Linked DNA regions of Capra hircus: all the other regions are linked to region 2. A link is a contact called in public Hi-C data. All regions are on one chromosome and are shown on one strand. Each heading gives the region's core, a stretch centred on a gene start, on an enhancer-like site or on the middle of the called end of the contact. The rest is flanking DNA. Distances are from core to core; before and after follow the strand shown.

Region 1 (2,700 bases), core at 162-2,661, 460 kb after region 2:
TGAAAATGCAACTTAATTTCAACAATGTGAGCATGTATTGAGGACCCACCAGGTAGCAAGGGCTAGATACGTGTTGGGGGAGGTGAAGCTAAAGGTCAGGATGCCTGTGTATGGAGATAACCAATGAGTGACTGGATGAGGGGACTTCCCTGGCAGTCCAGTGGTTAAGACTTCACCTTCCAATGCAGGGGTTGTTGATTTGATTCCTGGTCAGGGAGCTAAGATTCTGCATGCCGGAGGCCAAAAAACCAAAATGTGAAATGGAAACAATATTGTAACAAATTCAATACCGACTTTAAAAATGGTCCACATTAAAAAAAAAAAAAAAAAAAGGCTTAGAGAAAAAAGAGAGGGCTTCCCAGGTGACGCTAGTGGTAAAGAACCTACCTGCAATGCAGGAGACATAATAGACATGAGTTCAGTCCCTGGGTTGGGAAGATGCCTTGAAGCAGGGAGTGGCAACCCACTCCAGCATTCTTGCCTGGAGAATCCCTTGGACAGAGGAGCCTGGCAGGCTATGGTCCATGGGGTCGCAAAGAGTCAGACATGACTGAATCAACTTAGCATGCAGAGAAAAAGAGCCAGGATGATGCCAAGGCGGTACATTCATCGGCTCATCTATTCGTTAAGGCATTTGTTGTGCCAGGCTCCAGGGAGGCAAAGATGAATAAAATGCACTCCTAGTCCTTAAAGAGACATGATTGGATATATATAACTTACAACATAGACAGATAACTACCTTCTTAGAGGCGTGAACAAGGTGGGCTCCAGGCTCAGGAGACACAGCCACTGGACTCAGGATCAGTCTGTAAAGTATGGGGCAGGGGAGCTGGGTAAGACTGGCTGTCTTTGCACGGGGTGGCCCTTTTGCCTGGGACATCTCTCCTTCTCATCTTTCCAGCCTCAGATGACATGTCCTATCCTCAGTGAATCCCCTTGGAAAGCCCACCTCCTCATCGCTCTGGCACTGCACAGTTCATTTCTTCTCAAGCACTAGCCGTAGTCCTTAGTGAGTGAAAAGCAGGGAAGGAAAAGCAGATAAATTTCTTGAATATCTACTATGGGCCAGGCACTGGGCTCTTCAATTGATGAACACTACTTAACAAATTTTCCCCCTGTTTCCAGGGGTGTCCGTATTGACACTTCAAGAGGGCAAATGCCTTTGCTCAAGGTCACTGGCCAGGAAGTAGTGGAACTGGACTGGAATTTCAGGGCCAGCTGCCTCCCCACACCCAGAGAGCTTTCATGGCACCAGGAGAGGCCAAGTAGGCAAGAAAGGAAACGGAATGATTCGTTTACTGCCCTGGGGCATTTTCAGCAACAAGTAAGTGATTTCTCTAGTTCCCAGTCTGCTATTCAAGCAGAGACTTGGCAGCTGGGAACCAGGCTGCAGAAAAACAGGTTTTCTTCTTAACTCAGCAGCACCACCTGCAGGATATGAAGGAAAGCTGCAAAAAAGGTTCAGGAGAGAGGAGGGAGGGGATGTGGTGAAGGGACCTGAGATATCGTCTAATGACCTTTGATCTTAAAAAAGGAGCAGATTGAGACCAAGAAAGGGACTTAAGGTCACAGTGTTAGTGGTGTCAAATATGAAGCTGTATCTCTCCAGACTCCTGGTTCAGTGCCCTCTTCCCTTCCACCCTCCTGTCTTCCCTCTCCCTACTCACTCCCCTCCACCCTTGATTCTCATTCTCTCACTAGGTCTCTCCTTTCTCTCTCATTCAGTAAGCATTAACTAAGCACTCAATAGAGGCTTCCCAGATGGCGAGGCTGTAAAGAATCCACCTGCCTATGCAGGAGACTCAAGAGACTTGGGTTCGATCCCTGGGTAGGGAAGATCCCCCTTGGGGTAGGAAACAGCAACCCATAACCCATCCAGTATTCTTGCCTGGCAAATTCCATGGACAGAAGAACCTGGCGGGCTACAGTCCATGGGGCTGCAAACAGTCAGACATGACAGAGCACACACATACATACAAGCACTCAGTATGCCCTGGGCATATTCATTCTTGTGGGATATAAATGTTGCTAACTAAAATGCACCTTTTAGGATTAACATTTAATTGTTGCTTAATTGCCATTAACCATCTACTTCATCATTACTCCCAAGACATACTGTACATTACTGTGTATCAGACACTAGGCTAAGGCGTGATCTCAGTAGATCTTCACAGATGAGGAAACTAAGGCTTAGAGAGCTTTGGTTTAGTAGTTGTGGAGCAAGGATTCAAAACCAAATCCTTCTGATCTCAGAGCCAGAGATCTTAATCACTCTGTTATAGTTACTCTTTAAAGGATCCAAGGTTATGTGAAGAAGAATCCATACTCTAATTAGGATGCTACTGCTATTTAAAATAACTACTTATTTCCTGTCTAAGTGGGGGTGCTGACTCTCCTCTCAAATTCATTGCTTCTGAAATCCCTTCAGGTTTACATTGAGAGTCTCTGTACCAGGCACTGTGTTGGGTGCTAGAGTCACAGAGATGACTGTAGCTCAGCCAGAAGCTTGTGACCTTGTAGGTGTCAGTCTTAACACCGCCATCGGCAAGATGTTCTAATAGAAGCATGGCACAGCTCCGGGGGGTGCCATTCACACCGCAGCTGATGGAAATGGCATCTCCTGAGTTGGCCAGTGCTCTACTTGTGGGACTGTATTTGGTGTCCTTGGCCCAGTGGGATGGGAACAAGAAAGAGGGGCAC
Region 2 (2,864 bases), core at 338-2,837:
AAGAATCTGCCTGCAATATAGGAGATCTGGGTTTGATCCCTGGGTTGGGAAGATCGCCTGGAGGAGGGAATTGCAGCTGACTCCAGTGTTCTTGCCTGGAGAATTCCATGGACTGAGAAGCCTGGTGGGCTACAGTCCATGAGATTGCAAAGAGCCTGAGCGACTAACACTTTCACTTTCTTGGGCTTGGCTTCCTTGGTAGCTCATCTGGTAACGAATCCACCTGAAATGCAGGAGACCCCGATTTGATTCACGGCTCGGGAAGATATGACGGAGAAGGAATAGGTTACCGTCTCCAGTGCTCTTGGGCTTCCCTGGTGGCTTAGCTGGTAAAGAATCTACCCCCAGGGCGGGAGATATTGGTTCAATCTCTGGGTTGGGAAGATCCCCTTGAAAAGGGATCGTTTCACTTTCATCTCTCCACTCCAGTATTCTGGCCTGGAGAATTCCATGTACTATATAGTCCATAGGGTCGCAAAGAGTGGGGCACGGCTGAGCAACTTTCACTTTCATTGTATTTTTGTTTTGTTTTGTGTTTGGCCTTTCCTTTGAACTGGCTTTCCTTGGGGCATAGACCTCAGGGTGCACTTAGGATATTTTCAGAGACTGGGACTCTCAAATGTTGGATGTATATTAATGTGTTAGTAAATGGCTTTTAACGCAGTTCCTTAAATACAGATAATTTGGATTCAAAATGCAGAAAACTAAATTGCTTTCCAAAATTAGAAATTAGGCACTTTTGTTCATTGTTGAACCTAATTTTTTAAGACTTTGCACTTAATTTTTGTGTTGGTACTGATTAATCCAGTAGTGCTCAAATGTGGGAGGAATTAACTTAGAGGGCTTATTGAAACAGATTCCTGCGACTCAGTAGTAAAGTTTCAATAGGTCTAGGACAAGCTGATGTTGCTTCTCCATGGGCCAGGAACCCTGGTCTAATCATTATTTCCCCTTTGAGGGGAAGCATACACCACTAGGTGGCACCAGAACACTTGTTAATCAGGTGCCGTTGGGCCCATACTGGGTTTGCTAATTGCAGGTTCAAGATTGTTTAAAAGGTATAATCACTAAGTTACTGAAATTTCATAACTTGGAACCTGAGTTATTCTGTATATCTAAGGATATAAAAAAATGTGTTGATTCTATCAGAACAACAGAAGGGTAGGGCTATTAAGGTTAAGGTGACCTCTTCCAGGAAGGAACGAGGACTATACCTCTCCTTTCCACTGGCTTTATTTCTATTTATCCAGGTTACTCAGTTCATTTACCAGAGATAGAGGCTGGCCCTGTCACAAAATAGAAAAGTACATCTCATATTTATTACTTACCATTCTACCTTAGTGAATCTTGTTGTTGTCGATAACATTTAAAAACCAGCTGTTCACACAAATATGAACAGTAGGTTTAACTCTATCGGTGGGCCAGCTGTAGTGGGGACAGTTCGGGGACGTTAGAAAGTGTGAAGTGTGTTTTCCTTTCCTGTTGCCTTCCTTAGTCAGAAAGCCGGGCTGTTTCCTTTTTAAGACCCACAGAGAGGAAAGTCTGGGCTGTCGCTGGCCTCACCTCACCTCGTGTTACTCTGCACTCTCACTCCATAAATTTCCAGCCATTCCAACACCTCCAGATTCTCTTTCTTCCCCTGACTTGAACAACCTGAGAGTTGGCATGGTTTCTACACGTGATGGAATGTGTGGAAATAATTGCTTGCTGTGCTCTCCTGTTTGCTAAGCTCTCCCCTTCACATTGGGATGTTACTTTTTGAAATAGTAAATGAGTCCTATTTTAGTTTTTAAAACAGAGTTTGTATAGTACCTCAATACTGCCTGCATTTTTCTAGATGCTGGAGAACAATCTTTGTGTTGATTTTACTTTTTAAAAAATCTTTGAAGCAAAAGCAGGGGTTTGGTTTCAAAGACCTAACAGGTATGAAAATGACTACCACAGAAAAAACCGAAATGGAGTCACTTGATTAGATTTTAAAATTAGATTGGCGCTTTATCATGTATCTTTGATCACTGAAAAGAATTAAGACTATTTTAATTTTAGGAAAAGGAGACAGTTCATAGCAGAAGTAGAACATACTTTAGAATCATTTTTGAAACATCAGGTCCTTTTTAAAAGACATAAAAGTTTGTCTTTCAGTAAGCAGAAAGGAGGTTTTATTAGATTGGTGATTAAAAGATGAAACCAATTTGATTATTGTACAGAAGATATTTATTATCGAGATCCATTTCTCCCTGTTTCTCTACTTTACACCTGAAATTACGTATGTGTGTGCCTCATAAATGTAAAGTATTATTTATATGTAGCAGCACTGTCCAGTAAAAATATGTGAGCCACATGTTTAATTAAAATTTTTTAGTATCCTCATTACAAAAAGTAAGAAAAAAGAGGAGACAATAATTTAGTAATATTTTATTTAATCTAATGTTGTCTAAAATATTATCTCAACATATAATCAATATGACAGTTGAGTTATTTTTGTACCCACATTCTTTTCTTAGTCTGGACTAGCAATGTTTCAGATGCTTAATAGTTCCATGTTAGAAGTGGCAGTTGTAATAGCAGCAAGTACAGAGGGCATTTTAGTTTCCGTTGAGTCTCTGAGGAGGGCAGAAAATTTTAATGGTAGTTAAATCAGTTAGTTTTGCAGATTTTTAAAAGTGGTTTTGGTGAGTATTCACGTTAAACCAGTTGGTAAAATAGGATAATATATTATCTGTTGATTTCTCTCTCTCTCTCTCTTTTCTTTTTTTAATTCTTATCAGTCCTCTACCACTGGTGAGATTGGTATTTTAGGTTTTTCCCAAAATTGTTTAACTAGCTTAAAATTACTTACTTCTGCAGATCCTATTAATATTTGT
Region 3 (2,948 bases), core at 303-2,802, 270 kb after region 2:
TTGAGTCCCCACAAATGCTTTAAGAGCTTGAATGCATTCAGTAGCGAATTTGACCACAGCAAGTAACTTAATCTTTGCAGGCTTCTCTGTGAAATGGGACAAAAATTAACTCTACTGGGTAGTTGTAAAACATCAGTGTGTCAAGCGCTAAGAACAGCGCCTGCCACGTTACAGAGTTCAATTAGTGTTAGCTATTGTTAATTTTCATCTTCTTAATCCTCAGCCTCTAGCTTAGGAGATGCTTCATTAGTGCTTGCTGAATGAATGGAGACAATATGGAAAAGGACTTATCCTTAGGGCTCGATCTGGTTTTAGAAAATAAAGCATTTAGCAGAAGTACAGAAGGGACTCTGATCAGTTATCTATGTTCTGTGTCCAGGGACTCCGAATTGACTGGTTCTCGAAAGAAAAGCGACAGCGTCTAGGTTATTTTTTCATGGAGCTCTGTGCAGGGTCTGACACATCTCGCGCTCACGCAAATCAGGTTGCACGAGTGCACGCACACGCCCCGGCAGGACTGCTTGGGTGTAGGCAGTATCACTATCTACCCGGTCACCAAGGAACCGGGTTAGCCCCGGGGCTCTAGACCCTGCTGCGCGTGTGGAGGCTGCGGAGGAGGCACGGGGAGGGGACAGGAATTCGGGGACGGCCACGTGGGCCCCTTCCGCCCTCTCCCCACATCCTTTGTTTCCCACCGGCCGCGGCTCAGGAAGCTCTTTCTGCGAGTCACCGCGAAGGGGCGGCCGGGGAGCCGGGAGAAGCTATTTCCGTGCAATCCGGGCGGGCGGCAGGCGCGGGAGGGGCGTGGAGGTGGAGGAGAGCAGAAGGCCTAGTGTTTGCTTTTATTTCATCCAACAGAAGGTTCTATTTGTGGAAGCGAACAGACGCTGGGGATTAGAGCTGGGAGGGGGCAGGAAAAGGAAAAAAAAAAAAAACCGTCACATACACTACCACGCATAGGTCTTCCCCGGAACTACCGCGTGGGGGTGAATGAGTGATTCTGGAATTCATCACCTTCTCTTTCCTCCCTTCCTCCGGCTACCGCCGGGTCTCGGCGACGCCTACAGCTCCAACCCGAGGTCTCCAGGCGCGGGGCGGCGAGGGGATCCCCCGGGGCAAAAGGAGTCACCCCGCGGCGGCACTGAGCGGCGGGTGCTGGAGAACTGGTGCGCGCGCCCGCGGTCCATTGTGCTCCGAGTGAATGAGGAGCGCGCACCAATCACCGGTCGCTTCACCTCCCGCGGCCCCTCCCCTCCCGCCCACTTCCCCGGGACCCTGACGTCACGGGAACTTTTCCTCCGCCTCCTCCCCCGGCTTCCAGCGCTGAGTCCACGGCCTGCGGGAGGGCGCGCGCCGCCTCCTGCCTAGACCAGCCTGTTGAGGGTTTGGGGGGAGCTGGGGGGAATGTGCGCGCGCGCCCTAGCGGGCTCAGAACTCACCACCTGCGCCGGAGCGCGCTCAGCCCCGAGCATCCCAGCCCTCGGGCCACCCCCCTCGCCCCCGCCGACCCAGCTCCACCTCCCCTTCCCGCCGCCCCCCCGCCCCTGTCCTCCCCCTCCACTTCGGTGACTGCTCGCCCGGCGGCAGGGCCGGAGTCGTCGCAGCCACCTCATTGCACAACCCGGCTTCCCAACTGTTTACACAGCCCGGCCTGTGAGTGTGTGTGTATACAGCGTGAGTCACCGGGAGGCGGAGGAGGTGGAGGAAAAGGAGAAGGAGGAGTGCACTGGCCGGGATCGGTGCGGCGCACACACTCACTCACACTCAGTCACTCTCTCCGAGAGCGTCTCGCTCGCGCACACTCACGCCGGGAGCCCAAGAGCGCGCCGGATTCCGAGCGCCGCGGAAAAGTTGCTTTGGCTTTCGCTACGAGACTTCTTGCTCTGGGAAGTGTGTTTGCTCCGTGGCTCCAGCGAGCCTGCGGAATCCTGTGCTCGCCGCTCTGAACCTCGGGAAGGCCGGCCGCCTCTCCCTCCCCGACTGTCGGCAGCTTCGACAACAATAGCGGCGGCTGCCGCCGTTCTGCGAGGCGCCGGGAGCAGGTACCCGCGAGGATCCGGAGACTGGAGCCGGCCTCCGCGCCGCTGACGCGCTGCCAGCGTGATCCCCGCGTGCACCAGGAGCGGCTCCAGCTTTGCCCCTAGTGGGGGCAGAACCAAGCTCCGTCTGCAAACTCCATCCCCCGGGCTGGAGTAAGTCGCGGCGCCCGTCGCGCCTTTCCGGGCGGATCCGAGGACTTATAAAGCAGGGGCCGCCCCGGCCCGGGTCGGGATGCGGGTCGGTCCCGTGCGCTCTGCCATGAACGGCGTCTCGCAGCCCCGCACTCCGGCCTTGTTGCTCGCCGCCGGCCGGGGCACCCCGGCCAAACGCCTGCTGGACGCGGACGACGCGGCGGCCGTGGCGGCCAAGTGCCCACGTCTCTCCGAGTGTTCGAGCCCCCCGGACTACCTCAGCCCCCCTGGCTCTCCCTGCAGCCCGCAGCCTCCGCCCGCCGCTCCAGGGGCCGGCGGCGGCTCCGGGAGCGCGCCGGGGCCCAGCCGCATCGCTGACTACCTGCTGCTACCCCTGGCTGAGCGCGAGCATGTGTCCCGGGCACTGTGCATCCACACCGGCCGCGAGCTGCGCTGCAAGGTACGCAACCGGGGGGCCGGGACCCGGCGGAGGTCGCGGGTGAGGGGGCACACGGTGGCAGGCAAAAGTGTTTGAGGTCTCGCCCGCCAGCGCCCGGGAGCCGAAGGTGCCGCCAGCGTTTGGGCTTGAGGCAAGGCGGTTAAGTGGATTTGAGCCCGGGAAGGCAGCATTTGACCAGGATCTCCTTACTGGGAATTGTGAGGTTCGGATGAAGTGGTATAATTCGAACTCGGCGGTCAAGAGGAAGTGCGGTGCTTAATTGCTTTATATCTATTAGATATTATTTTCTTAGCGCCCAGTTTAGTGCGTGGCGCTCC

The links. Hi-C and Micro-C count contacts between places; a contact is called where the count stands out from the background.
Region 1: a contact with region 2 is called in a Hi-C map of blood, with 11 times the contacts expected there. The contact joins two enhancer-like sites. A contact is called at or near these places in 3 of 5 Hi-C or Micro-C datasets (blood and liver).
Region 3: a contact with region 2 is called in a Hi-C map of blood, with 5 times the contacts expected there. The contact joins the promoter of TRIB1 here to the enhancer-like site in region 2. A contact is called at or near these places in 2 of 5 Hi-C or Micro-C datasets (both in blood).

What each region holds. Positions count from the first base shown.
Region 1 is chr14:67,425,395-67,428,094 of ARS1.2, forward strand. No RefSeq gene overlaps it. Among named protein-coding and RNA genes, the nearest start is that of TRIB1, 190 kb to the left of the region's middle. Within about 2 kb of position 1,412, at least 2 of the 5 cell types and tissues checked have an H3K27ac peak or open chromatin away from gene starts, as enhancers often do.
Region 2 is chr14:66,964,319-66,967,182 of ARS1.2, forward strand. The region is part of intron 2 of NSMCE2 (E3 SUMO-protein ligase NSE2); the gene reads left to right. Among named protein-coding and RNA genes, the nearest start is that of NSMCE2, 16 kb to the left of the region's middle. Within about 2 kb of position 1,588, at least 2 of the 5 cell types and tissues checked have an H3K27ac peak or open chromatin away from gene starts, as enhancers often do.
Region 3 is chr14:67,238,303-67,241,250 of ARS1.2, forward strand. TRIB1 (tribbles homolog 1) reads left to right here and starts at 1,553. Exons shown (of 3, transcript XM_018058560.1): 1 at 1,553-2,631. The coding sequence starts at 2,272. It overlaps LOC108637499 (a long non-coding RNA gene), which reads right to left and starts at 1,245. Exons shown (of 2, transcript XR_001919104.1): 1 at 1,015-1,245; 2 at 828-900.